Linked DNA regions of Anas platyrhynchos: region 2 is linked to region 1. The links are chromatin contacts, called in public Hi-C maps. All regions are on one chromosome and are shown on one strand. The core of a region is the stretch at or near the end of the contact, and the rest is flanking DNA. Distances in the headings are between cores, read along the strand shown. Region 1 overlaps CACNA2D4 (calcium voltage-gated channel auxiliary subunit alpha2delta 4). Region 2 overlaps CACNA1C (calcium voltage-gated channel subunit alpha1 C).

Region 1 (5,489 bases), core at 2,358-4,857:
TATATGGGCCCTAGGAATATGAGGGCCAGAGAAATCAATGCCACACCCATAGGTGCATATTATGTATACATGTGTGTGAAGCAGGAGGTACCCCGCCTGCCTTCTCTGTATGTGGGTGCTGTATTTCTGGGCACTTGCTGTACTGTGGGCACATGCATGCAAGGCTCCACTGGAGAACCAAATCCCCTCACTCAGGCACATCTCCTACAGGAAGGTTCAGCATGGGTATCTCCCCACTAGAAGCTGCCCAGCAGCTGTAGCATTGGAAATTTGGGGAATTTGAGGCTAGCAAGGTGGAGTAACACAAATCCTGGTAACATGGGATGTCAGAAACAATTTAGGGACCAATGTGCTGCAAATACTTGAGGGTCAGAGTGGACACAAGGGCGTTTCTCCTTCATGGTGCCACCTGGAACTCCAGCCTGCACATATCTGCAAACACACTACAGGCTTTCTTACCCGGGCATGCAATACGTTTTCTGTTTCATACACGTGCCTGTCTGCACAAATCTCCATGCGCACAGCTTATAGGTGTTAATGTGGTTACTGGCAAGAGGAATTGCCGCCACAAGGGCTTCACACCAGCTGTCTTCATAAAGGCAGCTTTGCACAGAGAGACCTCAGACTTGGGTAGTTACTTCACTATGTGAGGAGAACTTTCACATCATGTTGCCAGGATGAGGCAAAGCAAAGCTAGGCAAGGTCCTTGCTTTATCCTCCACCTGAAATTGGCCTCTCTTAGTCTACTTCACACCTTTTTCTTCACCAGTAAGATTAGAGGGAAATAGCTCTCTTCCATCAGTTAACCTGAGGTGAAAAGCCTACTTTTTTGTCAGCGAAGCTAAAGCTTAATTCCCATCAGGAAAGATCTCCTGCTGGTATTATAGTGTTAATGGGATTACACTCTTAGCTGTGGGGAAAAAAAAATATTTCCTGGAGGTAAGCATATTGTACCGATCTATTTAGCTGAATATTCTCGCAAACCAGGCTGTAGCTTTTACCTGCAAGTTCACCTATGTTCCTGCTTGTCCCTTGCTCCTGAAACAACCTTTCCCACTTGAACTCTCCCAGCTTTGCACTGTTTGCATACAGAGATATGTGGCATGGGACTGAGAAGGTACCTGCACTCAAACACTGCCTTCCCAGTCAGAGAATACATGAGACTGAAAAATGCATGTTTTTCAAATTATAAATTAATATTAACTTCTTAAAGGATTAGTATAAAAAGTTATCTACCACTTACTGGGGTGTTTTTCTTTTCCCTATTTTCTCTCTCTCTCTCTCTCTCTTTTTTTTTTTTTTTTTAATAAATGCCAGTATAAAGAAGGAAAGAAACTGAAGCCTAAGCCAAACTACAACAGTGTAGATCTCTCAGAAGTGGAATGGGAAGACCAGGATGAAATAGTGAGTATCAGGAAGTGAATTTAGACTTTTGTAGCCCCTTCTTTCGGTTACTGTGTTGCCTGCATGGAATGAGGGGGAAGGAAAGGGCACTCCTGTTTTTTCTGTGCAGAACTGTACCTTGACTAAGAGAGACTGGTAGTCTACAAGAGGACAAGACTGATGCTCACCTACAAAGTGCTTGCCTTCCTTCTCTGTACAAGTTTTCCTTCCAATGGAACAGGGAGAGAAAGTGCTGGCAGGAGGAAAGAAGCAGTCGGAGGATGCTCCAGGGAGCTGGTCTGTCTGTACCTGGCCCACATGCCGGTGCTGGCAGCTGCACCTCTGCACATAGCTTAACACAAAGCCAAAACAGCTCAGGAGTATGGAGGCATCCCATGATGTTGCCCATCTGTGTAGTATGTGAGATAGAGCTGAAACCGCTCAACTAATGAGATCTGCAGCAAGAAAGAAAGTGCAGTTCCAAAAGAGACTAAGCTTTGCGGTCACTTCTGGTAATAGACAAAAAGCATAAGGAACATAAACACCTGAGAAAAACAGTTTTCCAGAAAACACCTTATTGCATATCTTTGGAAGCAGTGAAAACAATAGCAGACAGGGAAATGGCTAGAAAATCCCTTTTTTACTCTCTCAAGCAAAATTATTAAAAAGTAGTAAGCAAGAAACAGTGTGCACCCCAACAGCTGCATGTTGCAGTGTTTCAGAACTGGGTACCCAGATACAACGAGAAGGCAGAGAGGTTCCTCTGTAGCTGGCTTTCTTTTACTCAGAAGAATTAGGAGAGAATAGCTACTTAAGATGCTATGGTAAGAAATTAATTTGGAGTAAGATAGAATTAGCTGTGGGACATGTTTCTGGATTACAGGGGAGACTGCTGAGATAAAGGGATCTGATGCTATAGATATCACACAAACAGGTGGGACAAGCGAAGTGTCCAGCAAGAGGATTACAGCAGCTACTGCTGCAAGCACAGGGCAAGCAGAAAGGGTCTCACCGGCAGAACTCAGCAAGTGGAAGGGTGGCAGACTGGGAAAGAAAACACAACGGGACTGTGTGTGAGACACGGAAAGTAAGACAAAAATAAGAGATTTTACATGCAGTGATCTTGACGGGTTATCTATGTCTTTTTATGGGTTTACTAATGTCTTCTAGCAGCTCTGCCACTGAAGATGCTTTTAGAGATATTCCTCTCTACAGTTTGCTATTTTACAACATTAAAAAAAAAAAAAAACAAAAAACATTGATACCTGAATGCAGATATGATTCAGCGTAAGGTTTCTGCCCTTAGGCAATCAGAATAAAACTATCCAGAGTGAAACTATACATCAAAAGAGGCATACAAAACAAAGCCACTTTGTGTTCCTGTACTGCATCTTCCAGAAGAAAGAAAGGTTGCAGTCACTGATATCTGCAGTGTGACTTCAGCAAGTTGAGAGTCTCTCAAGATACACCCACTGCAGCAGAAAGATGCCAACGTTTCAACACTCAGATTTGCAGCTATGGTATTAGATCAATGACAGACTCAACATCAGTTGCAGTATAATCTCAGCAACACTGATAAGCAGCAAAATCAGACTGGAAAAATATGCCCAAGTGCTAATGATGTGTAATACAGCCAGCTGCTGGAAAGAAAAAGGGAGGGAACACGGCACTGTCTGTAAAACAGAAATTCATGTACAACAGTGCTATTTGCAGCTGGGCAGCAAGGAAGTTTGGGGTTGCTTTTAAAGTTACACGGGGCTATTCTTAGCGTGAAGGGACCAGGGATTGTGGGGTCCTGCCCAGCAGTCTGGAAGCTGCCACCCGAACAAGTTTCTGCAGCCTTGACAGAACATCTGAAGAAGAAATTAGCCTGCAAAGAAGTTGAGACTGAGTGGCCAAACACCTAGATGTTATGAGAGCTCCCAGGTAAACCGTATGTCTGAGCTGGTTTGAAACCACATCAGTAGACAGGGGAAAGGAGTCAGCAGCAAACAACCCCTCCATCCAAATTCAGCTACACATTTGTCAAAGTGAAGGCCGACCGCTGCCAGGAGTGTCCTGTGTAATGAGGACTGAGCATTACAGGGACTCCCAGACACCAGGACTGTGGCTGATTGAGTTCTCCATGCAGGAGAAGCTGTCGAGGAAGAAGCAGCAAGCTTGGGCTGTGCCACTGACCTACAGACACTGTCACCTCAGCACTGGGCACAGGCCTGGCGCTGGAGCTGAGGAGATCCAAGGAGATCTCATATCCTCTGGTTTACTTCTCCACTGCCTCGTGGGGCAAGGAAAGACGGCTGGCATTCGAGAAGATCTGGATGAAACAGCAATAACCGAACTAAACCCAGAACCCAGAGAAATTGCCGCAGGCTGTCAGGCCAGAACAGAGCATGCCGTGGCTCTGGCAGGAGGTCAAACTCTCTTAGCAAGAAAGGAGTTACAGAACCAGGCAGTGTTTTGATTTCCAAGACATGGGCCTTGGAAAACACAGGCTTTATATTCTAGGTCTGTAAATAACCCACATCAAACAGCCATAATAAATAGAGCTGTGGCCTTGTAAAGCAACTGCAGTTGAGTCTGGCCAGCACCTGAATGGAAGCTTGTCTCTGGAAGTACGGAAGCAATTTGTGTGAATGAATAAGCTACTTCCCACCTTTTTTTCTATCCAGGCTGAAGCAATAGGCTGATATGCTCTGGCAGGCTGGACCTGAAGTCAAACCCTCTGCACTTATGGAAAAATTTCCTGGCTCTTTCTTGCAAGAGGCTGGGAGTCACTGTGAAAATTACATTTTGCCTTTGGAACCTGAATTGAATGAAGTGGTCTTCTCACTGCCTCCCTGGCTATCACACAGCCTTGCTTTGCTGTGTTAAACAGCTGCTTTGCTGAACTCAGAAGTGGTGCTGAATGCAGCCTATAATTTATAAATCAGTTTTAAAAGATGCCAAAGAGCTTTGTACTCGGTCTGGGGGAGCCAGCGGGTTTCTCAGGTGTCTCTTCTTTCAGGCTCTTGGAGCACAGTGCTAATGACTTGCTGGCTGCCAAATGGTGAAGTCTGAAATGTGGACTGTCAGTTTCATAGCTTCCAGGTCCTTTCCTTTAGCTCAAAAGACATATCAACAAGCTTTCAGCATAAGCCATTATTATTCCGTGTTACCGACTGAACAAGGATCCTGACCACTGAGAACAGGTTTTCAGTTTAAAAGAAGCAAGAAAGCTGTGAAGAGAAAAAAAAAAAAATGACAGTCACTCTTTCCTGTCACAGCCCCTGTATATTAATGTCAAGCAGCTCTATTAATTCCTGTCCTGCTCTGCCCAGAGATGCTAATGTTGATCTCGTTCACCTCTGCAGCTGAGAACTGCCATGATCAATGGAGAAACGGGCTACCTCTCTATGGATGTGAAGGTCCCTGTGGATAAGGGGGTAAGAAATTATCAGGCTCGGGTCACGTGGAGGGAAGGGAGGGGAAATGGATGCTGAAGAACCATGAAGGATGTGGTTTTAATGCTCAGCATTTCAGAGTGTGAGGATTTTATTGTTTCACCGCATATATAACACATGTGCTAAAGGCATAAAATAGAACGTCGTTAGAAGTGCTCTTTATACCTACCGGCATTCCGTCTGTGCAAAGGTGCTGGAAACGCCTCACAGCTCCCTGCTCTGTCCAGGCAAAGCCAAAAAATCATCTTGTACATTGTTTATAGGGCTGTGAAATGAATCGGAGATCTTCAAGAGTTTAGAGGAGGGGAAGACATGTTGAGCTGATCTAGACAGAAAGAGGTTTGGAGGCTTTTTTTCGACTCCCTTTCCTTACCCAAAAGCACTCAAGAAAACTGTTCTTCACCCTGTCAGAATGAGATTTTCTTTATCCAAGTCTGATATTAAATTTCTACGCAAATATTTACAAGCATCTTCTGAAAACTCCTAGTGAAATGGAGACTTCTGAAGGTTCCCTACCAGCTCTAATGTAGGGTTATACATCTTGCCTTGGAATCAGTGCAAAATGGACTTGTACATTTAGGTTCACTGCTACTTTTTCATTCGGGTTTATTTAATTCTCCCAAAGAATTTGGCTTCCATCATTTCCTCTTAGGAAGTATTCCAGAG
Region 2 (5,460 bases), core at 542-3,041, 530 kb before region 1:
ATTTTCTGTATAGCATAGGTAATCCTGTAAAGATCTTGTCCACTTGAACAAGTTAGGTATTAAAGGCAAAGCAGCAAGTTTAAAGAATGAGCCCAGCAGATTAAATGACAGCTGTAATTACTAGGGGCAATTGAGATAACCTATGATAATTCAAGAAATGATTAGTTTTATTTTTCAGACTGGGGGAGGGTGGATGGAGTCTGTGAAAAGATGTGATTATAAAAACAGGAAACAAATTAAAATAAGGTCACAGAGGTGAGATTAATTTTGTTAGAAATTCTTTCTGAATTGTGAAACTAAGAAGCCCGTCATGTTTAAAGGCCTCTGGAAGTAATTATGCCTGCCTTTCTATAGTTTGGTCTCTCGTCCCAGATGGCTGACTTGTCTGAGATCTTTGATTAACACAGAAGTGGAAACTGAAGCTTAGTTTGAAAAGCACAGCAAATGAGGCTGGGACTGTCACAGACCATGCCTGCATCGCATGCTGTCTTCAATGGTCTGTATGCAACATCAGTTCCTTGCACAGATGAATGCTCGGGCTGGTTCCAAGTTCATTTTGCAAACTGAATAGGATATTGTATTGATGCAGCTTCCTGAAGAACTGGCACAGACACAGGGTCGGTACATTGGTTCTGATCCCATATTTGCCTTCACGGGTGTAAATCAAATGCTGCTCTTTACAACCCAATGGAGTTAGGCCAGTGTGAAAGTGATGCAAGAGAAAAATGGGGTTTGTTCATTGCAGCATGGCCACGAGCCCACTGAAACAACTCTTCTAAGCCAATGAGCAAGGCACTAATTCACCTTTTCCAGAGCTGCTGGGTGTTCCTTTGGAGTGTGGAGTGCTGGCACATTCCTTTTATTGTTTGCATATCATATTTTGCCATTAAATGGATCGATTTTTTTGGTTTTGTTGGAGCGTGTTGTGATCCTTTTGGCAGTGCATAGGCAGACAATGTGTTCCAACCAAGCAGCTGCCTTCTTACCTTGCTTGGAGAAAATGTTCTTGTAAACCTTTATAACCACACATTGATCTAGTGACATTATAGATCAGCCCCCAAAACTCTAACAGGAGGAGAAAGAAACAGTTGAACCTTTAGTACCACTTACCTGCATCCCGATCACAGCGTAGATGAAGAATAGCATCACTATTAAAAGAGCCACATAGGGGAGAGCCTAGAAACGAAAAAAAAAGAGAGCACCGTGTCTCCACCAAGCCTGGCATTACGGAGCCGGGTTCTTGCTCCTAGCTTTGGGGAAACTGGGCAGAGACTGACCGAAACGTGGAGTCTGTAATTCATCCAGCTGGCCACTAGATGCCTCTACAGGACCATATTTGCTCGCCCTCCGCGCCACCACCCTGCTGCCACCCAGCTCTGCCAGGCTCCCACTCACGGTGCTGTGGCTCTGCCTCTTGCAAGTCGCTCCTGCCCTTGGCAGTGAGGTAAGACAGGCCAGAAACAGCGTCCACAGCTGCTTACCATGAAGAGAAAACTACTGTAACCGATTTGATTCTGTCCCAAATGGCAATGTCCTTTGACTGTATTTTTCTTGGATCCAGTCTGGTGAAAGTGAAAATGCAACAGCTGCCCAGATCCAAATTCAAGGCTCCTACAAGGGCTGGTGCCATCCTAAGTCTCTAAATCGGCATCAGCTTTGTCTTCTGCTCAGTGTTAGGTGTCTGTGAGGGTGTCTGCAGCTCTCTAAGTGTCTGTGATCAGCTGTTGAAGAGGAAATGCAGAACCCTGATTTGCAGAGCTGCCTCGGGAGGGAGAGGCCAGTGCAATCAGCAAAGTGTTGAGTGCTATCGGTTTCCTCCACCACTAGCAGGAATCAAGGGCACACAGCTCAGGGCCTCGCTGTCTTGGGTCTTTGAGAAGGAATTTTCTACTCTGTTGCTTTTGAAATATAGTGCTCAGGCCAGGGATTTCCAGACCTTACTTCAGAGGCAATGGGCGGATGTATTCATCCTGAGAATGCCAGTAGAGCCCCTGGGCTGGATTTTGAACATCCCATTTCATGGAGTATAAAAAGCCTACAACATCATTATTATTTTAAAATGTGATGTTATTTGTACATTTCCAGTTTATGTCTAAATTGACAATTTTCACTGACCACCATGGGGATTTGACTAAAATATGCAGAAATCACCTCAAAGACATCTGAGTATCAAAATGGCCATAATTTAAACCTTTAATCAGTGTCTGTAATAATCATCTCAAGACCCAGAGGGAGATTCCTCTGTGTTTTATAGGGTCAGATGAATCTACATGGCTACCCCACAATGCCAGTGGAGATGCACTAGCTCAGAACTGGGCTCCACACATTTTGTGATGATCTAGTTGGGACGTGATTCACAGAGAACCTCAGTAGAGCTCCCAAGGTAGTGTCCAGACAGGACCTCAAGGACATAACCTTACCAGTTCTGTCTTTCACACAGGGCTTGGAAGAGTGTCTTCCCTCCTGCTCTCCATTTTCTTTCCATGTTTTTCTGCTCAGCCTATTGATGCATCTTCACACTCATGTCTGCTCCTTATTCCCCATGGCTCCTTCAGCTCCCCATCTCCCACATTCCACTCTCCCGTCTGTGTCCTCCTCCAGCCCCATCTTTCCCTGGCTTTACCACTCTGTCCTTTTGATTCCCACGGCCTTGCCTTGCCCTCAGCACCCCTCTCACTTCCTACTCCTCCCGCTTGCCAGCCTGCTCTTTGCTGGAGGAAACCCTGACGAGCATTTTCCCACCACACACTCCTCTGAGCAGTGCTCCAAGCTACATATAGGGCGTTAGGTGCACAGAGCACATCGTAGTTACAATGGGATCTGAACTCCTCCATGAGTCCATTGCCTATGAGGCTGCCCTGTGCGAACGACAACACTTCCTGGAAGCATGTGGGGACACGGAGCAGAGCTTGTGCCAGACAAAGTCTGCAGGGATCCCAGATTTTCATGGTGAGAGTGGCTGAGTTGGGAGCTCAGTGCCGGGGCTATTCTTAGCTCCTAAAGCAACCTCCCAGAATTTGCAAGAGGAGGAGCTCTAAGCAGAGAATACCATGTTATAAACAGCGAAAGGCTTTAAAGGGAAAAGACGCTTGCAGGTTTTTTTTTTTTTTTAATTCCCCCTGCTGTGGAAGATACCTCCCTTGATACTTTCTCCCACCACCTTTCAACCCTGCCTAAAAGTGACTCTCCAATCAAAGAGGTCTGGAGGTCACTGGAGGGAAGTACCAGGCACTCCCTTTCCCATCCATCTCATCCTCTCCAGCCAAGAGCCCTGGCAAGCTGAGCTCAGGATAAGGGCGAGCTATTGCTATGGAGGCTGGAGGAGCGCAGGGGGCATGGGGAGGGGAAGCAGGAACTGGAAAGTGTGACTCTGTCCCCTGCATCGGGGATGCTGAGCTGTGCCAAGGGAATCTCAGTCCTATGCATGCAGACAAAATGGTTCCCACTGGAGCTGCCCAAATAACAACCTGAAATTTAGCAACCATGACAGCAATGGGAAAACGGCCCCACGGTGCAGCCGTGTCAGAAAACTGCTGTGCCATATCAGATCCTTTGGCAGTCAAGGACTGAGCAAAATGAGCATCATTTGCACAAGCCTGATGCTACAGCTACACCTGAGTACTGCACTAGAAAAGGTCCAGATTTGATCCCTGGTGTAAACATGTGCTACTCCTGCTAACAGAGACAGAAGTCAGGGTGATCCACAGCACCGCAGGCCTTGGTCTCAGCTTGTGTCATAGCTGGTGAGGTTCCAGTTTTAAAGAGTTGGTCAGCTGCTTTCTCATTTGAGTCAATAAAAATGCAATCAACCATTTAAAGCCTGAATCTGAGGGCTATGTGGTAGCTGTTTCAAGATTGCTGTGTTGTGCAAGTCACTCTTTCATGCTTTTGTCCAGTAGTGTGTCCCTACATCTCTCCTCATGTTTAGATCACCATTTGTATTACTGTGCCATCCTTCCCTGATGCTTCCTCCAGATCTGCCCTGGCTCTTGGCCAGGTTTTGCTGGCTTACTGAGTCTGGTCAAGTGGAAAATGCATTCATCTCTGCACAGCATTTTTCTGTGGGTTAGTGGCTAGTTTGGAAGCTTTTTTTTTTTCTTTTTTTTTCTTTTTTTTCTAGAAATTAGCTATCTCTTGGTGTTAGTTTCATCTCCAGAGGTGATGATTTTTATCGTCTGGCCTCCTTTGCCTTCTGCTATCTGCTCTGGTACTTCACCTAGCACTGAAATGCACCTGCTGCCAGGGTAAAAGCAGCAGCAATTTAATAATTGTCTTTGTTACCAAGGCCAAAGGTTTAGGGCCAAGAAGGTGAAATTCTTCATCGATGAAAACACGGGGGCTACACACCTATAATATTGATTGGAAAGCCTCAAAACAAGGCTTAATGGAAATTTAATTGAGGCCCTTGCCTTCCACATAGCTGTGAATTTCACTTAAATCAACAGATATAAAATACAGCTCAAATGAAAAAAAAAGAAAAAAAAAAGATTGAATGGTTACAGTCAGACAGTAATTGACCTGAACAGAACTATCAAGGCGGTTCAGGAAGGTCTCAAGCAATTACTCATGCTTTAAAGATGAAACACATCCACCCTGAGCCCTGTTTACTCGAGGCTTACTCATACCACGTGCAGCTCTGATGAGCGTCCATTCAGCTTGGGCAGCGGCCATGTGGGTGAAAACCCTCCCCGAGGGTCAACCGAGGGGAAAAAATGAAAGGGTTACGTCCTACTGCGAAACAAGTGAAGGAATACCTGGAAGGACTTGATGAAGGTCCAAAGCAGTGTCCGGATGCCCTCCCCTCGGCTCAGGAGCTTCACGAGACGCATCACGCGGAAGAGTCGGAAGAAGGTGATTGAGATGCGAGAGTTTTCCTCTGCGTTCTGGAAGCCATTGGCACAGAGGCAGGAGTTACAACAGCACGGGAGGAACAAGGGCCCTGGGCCACAGAGGACGCTACGCCGAGAGCTCACTGCACTGTTCCTTGTCCTGGTAACGCTCCCTGGCCTTGCACTGCCCCGGCACGCCAGGGATGGCTGAGGCCGCTCTGTCCTGCCTTCTCTCCCACGGTGCTGAGGCTACCTATGGGGGCTACCAAGGCCATCGGCCTCTCCCTTCAGCTTGCCTGGACTTCTAGGGATCAGGGGTTGATTGTGCTCCCTCCTCTACATTCTCCCTAACATGGGAAAGATTTAATTCTCCTTGATATTTTACTGGAGGAGAGAAACACTTTCTTTTTAGGCCTGCCTCGGATGTTTTACCCCAGCAGGCCCCTGATCCAGCTGCTGAACCTGCTGTGAGCACCAGCCACGTGCTGCTTGCTCTGGGAAGCAGTAGCAGGTCCCAGGCCTGCTGCGGGGTGCAAAACCCCCCTGGGGCTGGCCATATGCTGCCCCCGGCCCCACAGCCCTGCTGTCCCTGTGCCACTGCGGCTGTGCCGCTGGGGGCTGAGCTGTGGTC

Evidence for each region. A called contact is a pair of places that touch in the nucleus more often than the background predicts.
Region 2: a Hi-C map of liver shows a contact between it and region 1, with 2.8 times the contacts expected there. The contact joins two enhancer-like sites. A contact is called at or near these places in 2 of 8 Hi-C or Micro-C datasets (liver and subcutaneous adipose tissue).

Annotation. Positions count from the first base shown.
Region 1 is chr1:64,516,764-64,522,252 of IASCAAS_PekinDuck_T2T, reverse strand. It overlaps CACNA2D4 (calcium voltage-gated channel auxiliary subunit alpha2delta 4), which reads left to right. Exons shown (of 39, transcript XM_072039791.1): 18 at 1,318-1,404; 19 at 4,734-4,805. Among named protein-coding and RNA genes, the nearest start is that of CACNA2D4, 39 kb to the left of the region's middle. Within about 2 kb of position 3,607, at least 3 of the 8 cell types and tissues checked have an H3K27ac peak or open chromatin away from gene starts, as enhancers often do.
Region 2 is chr1:65,048,257-65,053,716 of IASCAAS_PekinDuck_T2T, reverse strand. It overlaps CACNA1C (calcium voltage-gated channel subunit alpha1 C), which reads right to left. Exons shown (of 48, transcript XM_072039979.1): 33 at 4,755-4,883; 34 at 1,111-1,176. Among named protein-coding and RNA genes, the nearest start is that of IL17RA, 31 kb to the left of the region's middle. Within about 2 kb of position 1,791, at least 6 of the 8 cell types and tissues checked have an H3K27ac peak or open chromatin away from gene starts, as enhancers often do.